Regions from separate parts of the Mus musculus genome. Here region 2 is linked to region 1. Evidence: chromatin contacts called from public HiChIP or PLAC-seq data. All regions are on one chromosome and are shown on one strand. The core of a region is the stretch at or near the end of the contact, and the rest is flanking DNA. Distances in the headings are between cores, read along the strand shown.

Evidence for each region. HiChIP or PLAC-seq counts read pairs in DNA pulled down with a chosen protein or histone mark.
Region 2: a contact with region 1 is called in an H3K27ac HiChIP or PLAC-seq map of embryonic stem cells, with 10 read pairs. The contact joins two enhancer-like sites. A contact is called at or near these places in 2 of 115 datasets of contacts at active chromatin or transcription factors (both in embryonic stem cells) and 1 of 9 other capture datasets (liver).

What each region holds. Positions count from the first base shown.
Region 1 is chr1:59,607,638-59,611,042 of GRCm38.p6, forward strand. Gm973 (predicted gene 973) reads left to right here. Exons shown (of 19, transcript NM_001357842.1): 11 at 96-168. Among named protein-coding and RNA genes, the nearest start is that of Gm33833, 11 kb to the right of the region's middle. Within about 2 kb of position 1,429, at least 51 of the 459 cell types and tissues checked have an H3K27ac peak or open chromatin away from gene starts, as enhancers often do. A contact at or near this core is called in embryonic stem cells, where this site is marked.
Region 2 is chr1:59,696,296-59,699,847 of GRCm38.p6, forward strand. Nop58 (NOP58 ribonucleoprotein) reads left to right here. Exons shown (of 15, transcript NM_018868.2): 5 at 2,028-2,164. Among named protein-coding and RNA genes, the nearest start is that of Snord70, 6.1 kb to the left of the region's middle. Within about 2 kb of position 1,671, at least 19 of the 459 cell types and tissues checked have an H3K27ac peak or open chromatin away from gene starts, as enhancers often do. A contact at or near this core is called in embryonic stem cells, where this site is marked.

The DNA.
Region 1 (3,405 bases), core at 179-2,678:
CTGTCTCAAAAATCCACACTCTACCGGAAGGGCATGGACACAGGGGAGTTTGCATTTATTTTGTCTCATTATTCTTTTGTGTGTTAACCCAATAGGAACGTGGAAGTGAACTTGACTCTCATGAAGAACCAGGAGGACCCCTCAGAGGAAATGCCAAAGACAGCCAAGGTAGAGTGAGCTGGCGATTCGTGAATCCTTTCACTGGGACTGCCCAGATAGAACTCGGTGTTGTTCAGACCCATTAACAGAGAAGTCTTTCCATGTCCCTTCAAAGCATGAACTGGAAGTTAGAAGCAGAGGCCTCTGTCTGTCGAATGCAAATGCAAGCGACATGTTTTCTGTTCTTCCATTATTTAAAGATTTCTTTCCTGCTGGAGACTGCAGACTGAGACAAGAGTAGAGACTTCGGGGACAGACACAAACCCCACCCCCACCCCAAGCATCCACCCTTCTCCACCTCCTGCTTTCATGGAGGTGTGCATATGCTGGTGAGGCGGCTAGGGTTCCATGCCTACAGACATGCTGGTACGAGAAAGCAGGACCTTCTCTTTAGAGGCCTAGCTGCTGTCGACCAGAGCCCTGGCTGGCAAGAATGCCAAAGAGGCACAGGTCTTTAATCCTAGCACTTGGGAGATAAAGATAGGTAGATCTCTGGGAGTTCAAGGCCAGCCTGGTCTCCTTAGTTCCAGGACAGCCAGCACTACAGAGAGATCCTTTCTCAAACGAACAGTGTGCCTTGGTGGAGGCTTCCTTCAAAAACAAGTTTATATTGATCATGACGGGTGGTAGTAGTTCTAAGAAATACTGAGCCTGGGGCCACTGGGTGTGGAGGCACTCACAGTTCATAGCTCAGAGACTGAATTAGGCTCTCAATGCTTTTGTGGGCACCTAGGCATATTACTACCCCACTGGGCTCTGGCAGCAGGACTGTTCCTTACCCATTATAGCTTCTAGTTTTGGTTTGGTATGGTTTCAGTTTCGGTTTTAGTTTTAGTTTTGCTTGTGTGTTTTAAGACAGTCTCAGTGTGTGACTTTGGCTGTCCTGGAACTCACAGAAATCCCCCTGCCCCTGCCCCCGCCCCTGCCTCTTATTAGCATTAAAGGTGGGTGTCATTGCTTCTTGCAGAAGTGAAAACCCCTTACCTTTCTTTCTTTCTTTCTTTCTTTCTTTCTTTCTTTCTTTCTTTCATTCAAGATTATTTTCTGTATATGAGTACACTGTTGCTATCTTCAGCCACATCACAAGGGCATCAGATCCCATTACAGATGGTTGTGAGCCACCGTGTGGTTGCTGGGAATTGAACTCAGGACCTCTGGAAGAGAAGCCAATGCTCTTAACCAGTGAGCCATCTCTCCAGCCCCACTTACATTTCTAAGGGTGGGTTCCAGGCCAGACAGAAGCCATGTGCTTATTGTTGCTACACAATGTACAGCAGAGGGAGCAAGCGGGCCTGAACTCCAGCCTGGGCTCTGAAACCTAAACCATGTGACTCACAGAGAGGGCGCCTTTTTTCTTTCCTGGCCCCTTAAAGTCACAAGCGAATGCATGCCCAGCTGCAGGTCTGTGCTACTAAACTGAACCTGAACTGTGTAGCAGGCTACAAGCACCTTCACCTCTCCACGCCTGGCATCCTTTTCTGCCTCAGGGACTGGTAAAAGAACTTTACTCTTTAAGCGGTGATGAGGAACGAAAAAAAAAAATGATGTCCCTTAATAAATACCAACCTCAATTTGGACATTGCAGCAAATTAATATCTTCCCTCTGTGGTCACTACCAAACTGTGAAACAACACTGACTCTGCCTCCTTAAGTGGAAGGTTTTGATCTTTCCTGTTTATCTTCCACTGTTTCTTCCCATCCTACTCAAAAATAATTTTATACTGATTTTATTATTTCTAAATGTATTTATTTTTATTTTCTGTGTATGGGTGTTTTACCGGCATGTACGTCTGTGTATCATGTGCATGCAGTGCCTGAGGAGACCAACAGAGGGCGTCAGATCCCCTGCAACCCTACTTACAGATGGTTGTGAGCCACCATGTGCTTGCTGGAAATAGAACCCAGGACCTCTGCAAGAGGAGCCAATGCTCTTAACCGCTGAGCCATCTCTCCAGCCCTATACTGATATTTAATGTCATTCTTTGTGGGTATCTGATAAGAATATATTTTGGGAGTATGAGGCCTAGGTTGGTCAGGATTTTAAGCAAGAATTCTTCTAACATGAGGCTCTGTCACCTCCATGCTCAAAGCTGAGTGACACTAGCCAGGAAAATGTACCCTGATCTTCAGATTGTCCCTGTTGTAAATCACAGATCCAGAATGCGAACCCTGGCAGGCTCCAGCGTCTTAGCCAAGTGCAGCGGGGGCTTTAGGCACCACAGAACATGGCCCAAGCTAAGCCATGACTGAGTCAGTCAAAACAGATTTCCTGTCTCATGACGCCAGGGCCGGCTCCGGCCGAGTCCTCGGAGGTTAGCCAGACATTCTCAATGCAATGAAATGCCACTGCAGAAAGTCACCGGAGGCCTGTGCCTGTCTCAATGACAAATGCTAATTTTTAGAAAGGCTTTCCGGTCTTGGAAGGCAAGAAGAAGGAAATTCCAAGGAAGTGCTTTTAGCTGTTTAAAGAACAATTCTCCCCTTTGGTCTTAATGGTCATGTTGTTTTTCCTACTTTAAATTCAGTAGTGACCTGCACGGTTTATTATAAGGAGTGAGCCAGATACTAGGGATACATCTCAGTGTTATAACACTTTCTAGGATGTGTGAGGCCCTGGGTTCAGTCACCAGTATTACATGGATTGCATATATATACACACACACACACACATTAGTACATTTTTTAAAAAAAGTATGAGTGATCTAGTGAGAGGACTTAGAATTCTTTTGCAAGTTTCCACAAGATAAGGTTCACCAGCAACCTCCAAATCTGGGCAGACTGGGGAAACAGTCCCAAAGCCCAAGGAAAGGATAAAAGGTCAATTCTAGTTACTTCCTAGATCAGTGGTTCTGAAACGTTAGTGCACTTCAGAAGCACCTACACGTTTTGGTTTGGTTTGGTTTGGTTTGGTTTGGTTTGGTTTGGTTTGGTTTTAAGACAGGGTTTCTCTGTGTAGCCGTGGCCATCCTGGAACTTGCTCTGTAGACCAGCGATCCACCTGGCTCTGCCTCATGAGTGCTGGGATTAAAGATGTGCACCACCCCCACCCCCACCCCCACCCCCACAGCCAGCCATCACCTGAAAAGTTTGTGAAAGGTTTCTGATGGCACTTGCCTGGAATTCTGGCAGTTAAAAGGCTATGGTGTGCAGCAAACAAACTCAAGGCCAGCCTGGGCTATAGAGACAGACCCTGTTTCCAAAGTTAAACAAAGGGTTAGAGAGATGACTCTGTAGTTAGGGGAGCTC
Region 2 (3,552 bases), core at 421-2,920, 89 kb after region 1:
AAGATGGACAAAAATGATAATATAAGCTCTAAGCCAGCCACTCATGCCGTCTGTTCACATTTGTGATGATCCTCATAGAATTTAAACTTTTTTCTGTTGAGTAAAGAAGTGAGTTGATTGGAAGCTTTAGTAGCAGGCATAAAGTACAGAGGGGACTTAAATGGTCTGTGGTGGTGCATGCCTAGAGTTACTTGCTTGTGATATTATAAAATATTGGCCTATATGAGGGAATTAACAAATATATGCGACAGGGAAAGTGTTATGATTGAAACAGTTTTGTTTTTTAAAACAAATTTTTTTCTCCAACATGGAATTTGTGTGCCACAAAATCCAGGGTCAAAAAGATACTTGTTATCTGTGTTTATACTATTCATTAATACTCTTTGGGAGGGTTATTTGAGGGATGCACTTATCCATAGGGAAAAGATAGAAACTTTTTGCTGTTACTTTTGGTTAAAATCCGGTGAGTATATGAGTACCTTGTAATTTTTTTTAAAGATTTACTTAATTATTTTTAAGATTTATTTATCTTATTTATAAATACACTGTGGCTGTCTTCAAACAGACCAGAACAGGGCATCGGATCCCATTACAGATGGTTGTGAGCCACTGTGTGGTTGCTGGGAATTGAACTCAGGACCTCTGGAATAGCAGTCAGCACTCTTAACTGAGCCATCTCTCCAGCCCAATACTTTGTAATTTTAAAGCTAAACAAATGGCTGGAGTGATGATGGGTGAGTGGTTAAAAGTGCTTAGTACACTTAATACACCGGGCTTCAGATCCCATTACCAGCATTACACAGGTCATTACTACCCATCACTCAGTTACAGGGGATTTGATACTGTCTGGCCTTTAAAGGCACCTGCACTTAACTAGTGCACAAAAACTCCCTTTGGCTGGGGCTAGAGAGATGGCTCAGTGGCTAAGCGCACTAAACTACATGGTAGCTCAACAACCATCTGTAATGCAATCTGATGCCCTCTTCTGGGGTGACTGAAGATAACGACAGTGTACTCATATATATAAAATAAATCTTTTCTTTAAAAAAAAATCACATAGGTACATGTGCAGATTTTAAAAGTCTGGAAATCAAATAAAATAGCAGTAGTCCACTTAGTCCAACAAGCAAGAAAAAAACTTCCTCAGATTTAATAATGCTTTGCATCTTGGGATGCAGCCTAGCCAAAAGGGTAATTGGAAGGTTTCTCTATTTAATTTCCATCAACTTCTTAACAAACATACTAGAAGCAAACACTATGTACAGTTGAGAAAAGTATATATATTATACCCGAGATCAATATTGTTTTAAAATACCAGATTCCAATGAGATAGATCATGCTTATCTGTTCTATCCCGGCCTGTGGCTTACAAGGACCAGGTACACCAGGGAGGCAAGCTGGGGCTGAAAGAGACTTAGACTGCGAGAGGTTAATGGAGCCGAGACATGTTTCAGTTCAAGGCCCTCCGTTTCCTAAGAGAGTGTGCTTATAAAAGGGGAAGGCCCATCCCCTCCAGTCCATTCTTGGTGTCTGGAGCCAGCCTATAGGTGATGCGCAGAATAGAATGTTCCTCTGGAATGTATCAGGTGCTTCTCAGCAGGTAGCAGTGTCTTGGAGAGAGCAGTGGCAGCTGGCAGAACAAAAGAAGCCATCTAGGTCGGAAGGCTCCACCTTAGGTAATTTCCTTCTCACTGGCAGCAAGGTCAAAGTCTGGAGCAGCCTGCTTCAGGGCTGAGGGAGGCTCCACTTATCATTTCCGGAGACTGAGGCAGATTGTTCCTGTGAGTTTAAGTTGAACCTGTGAATTCACATTAGTGAATTCTTTTTGGTTTTTCAAGACGGGGTTTGACCAGGCTGGACTCAAACTCAGAAATCCGCCTGCCTCTGCCTCCCAAGTGCTGGGATCAAAGGTGTGTGCCACCTCTGCCTGGCTACATTGGTGAATTCTTAAAAGACAATATCTGAAAACCCACAACGGTGAATTTTCAAGAAAACTTATTTTTCATTTAATGTGAATGTTTTTATAGGAAAAATTGAATCTCAGCTGTATCCATAGTCCTGTTGTTAATGAACTTATGAGAGGAATCCGATCACAAATGGATGGCTTGATTCCTGGGGTAGAACCACGTGAGATGGCAGCCATGTGTCTTGGATTGGCCCACAGGTAAGTACAGAAGTTAAATGTATGCTTACTCATATACATACACATATTTATATACATCTGTCCTAAAAGTGTGTAAGTATTAATGTCAGGGAGATGCTGCTGTTGCCCTCAAGAAAAAACTTGCTCAGCATCAATAAAGCTGATAAGTGGTAAAAATACAATTATTAGACCCAGTGTATTCTTTTTGGTTTTTCCAGGCAGGATTTGTCTGTATAGCTCTGGCTGTCCTGGAACTCGGTCTATAGACCAGGCTGGTCTTGAATTCAAAGATCCAACTGCCTCTGCTTCCGAGGTGCTGGGATTAAAAGAGTGTGCCACCCCAACCTGGCTATTGCCTATATTCTTTTAAAAATGAAAACTTATGGCAGGCTTTCTTTATATCTTCAGTGTTGGATCATTTCTTCCCATAGCTTTGCTTTGGTCTGAGAAAGAACTTTGCTGTGTACACGTGTTTCTGATTGGGCCAGAAAAGGCTGTCAGGTGTCCCTTCATTCTTCCTATTCCTTTGAGGCAGACTCTCCCCCTGGTTTCCGGGGCTAGGCCAGAAATCCTCAAACCTCATTGATCCTTCTGCCTCCCAGCTGAGGTTTGTTTAGGCACACATGGAATTGCTGACTTGTTATGTAGGTACAGGGATCAGACTTCCACAGCTCATGATTGTATAGCCAGTACACTTAACTGCTGAGCCATCTGTATTATTCAGCGAGCCATAACATGCTAGGATTGTTGAAAGTAGTATCCTAATAGGCCGCAGTGAAACATACCTTTAATCCCAGCACTCTGAGGTCCCAGATAGTCTGGTTTACAGATGAAGTTTCAGGACAGCCAGGTAACAAAGGGTTTTATGTATAGTGCTTAAAAATAGTACAACACTAAGAAAACACAACTGCTTCTTTCTCATAAAAATCAGAGATACTAGCCCAGCAGTGATGGCGCATACCTTTAATCCTAGCACTAGAGAGTCAGAGGCAGTCAGATTTCTGTAGGCCAGAATGGTCTACAGAGTCAGTTCCAGGACAGCCAGGGTTACAATGAGAAACCCTGTCTTGAAGAAGGAAAGTATTTATTTATTTATTTATTTATTTATTTAGAGATACTGAAAATGTTCTGCAATGTAAAGATAACACCCTGAGGTATGCAATTGTAGGGCTACAGATGTCATTAATACCACGATTTGCTAGCTCACATGAAGCCTTCTCTATAATTTTCTGTATCCCGATATTATACAAAGGCTGTGGTATTTCTTACTTTGGAGTGTATTAAAGACCTACTGTGTAAAAGCAACAAAACTGGGCTGGAGAGATGGCTCAGTGGTTAAGAGTACTGACTACTGTTCCAGAGGTCCTGAGTTCAATTACCAGCAACCACATGGTGGCTCACAACCATCT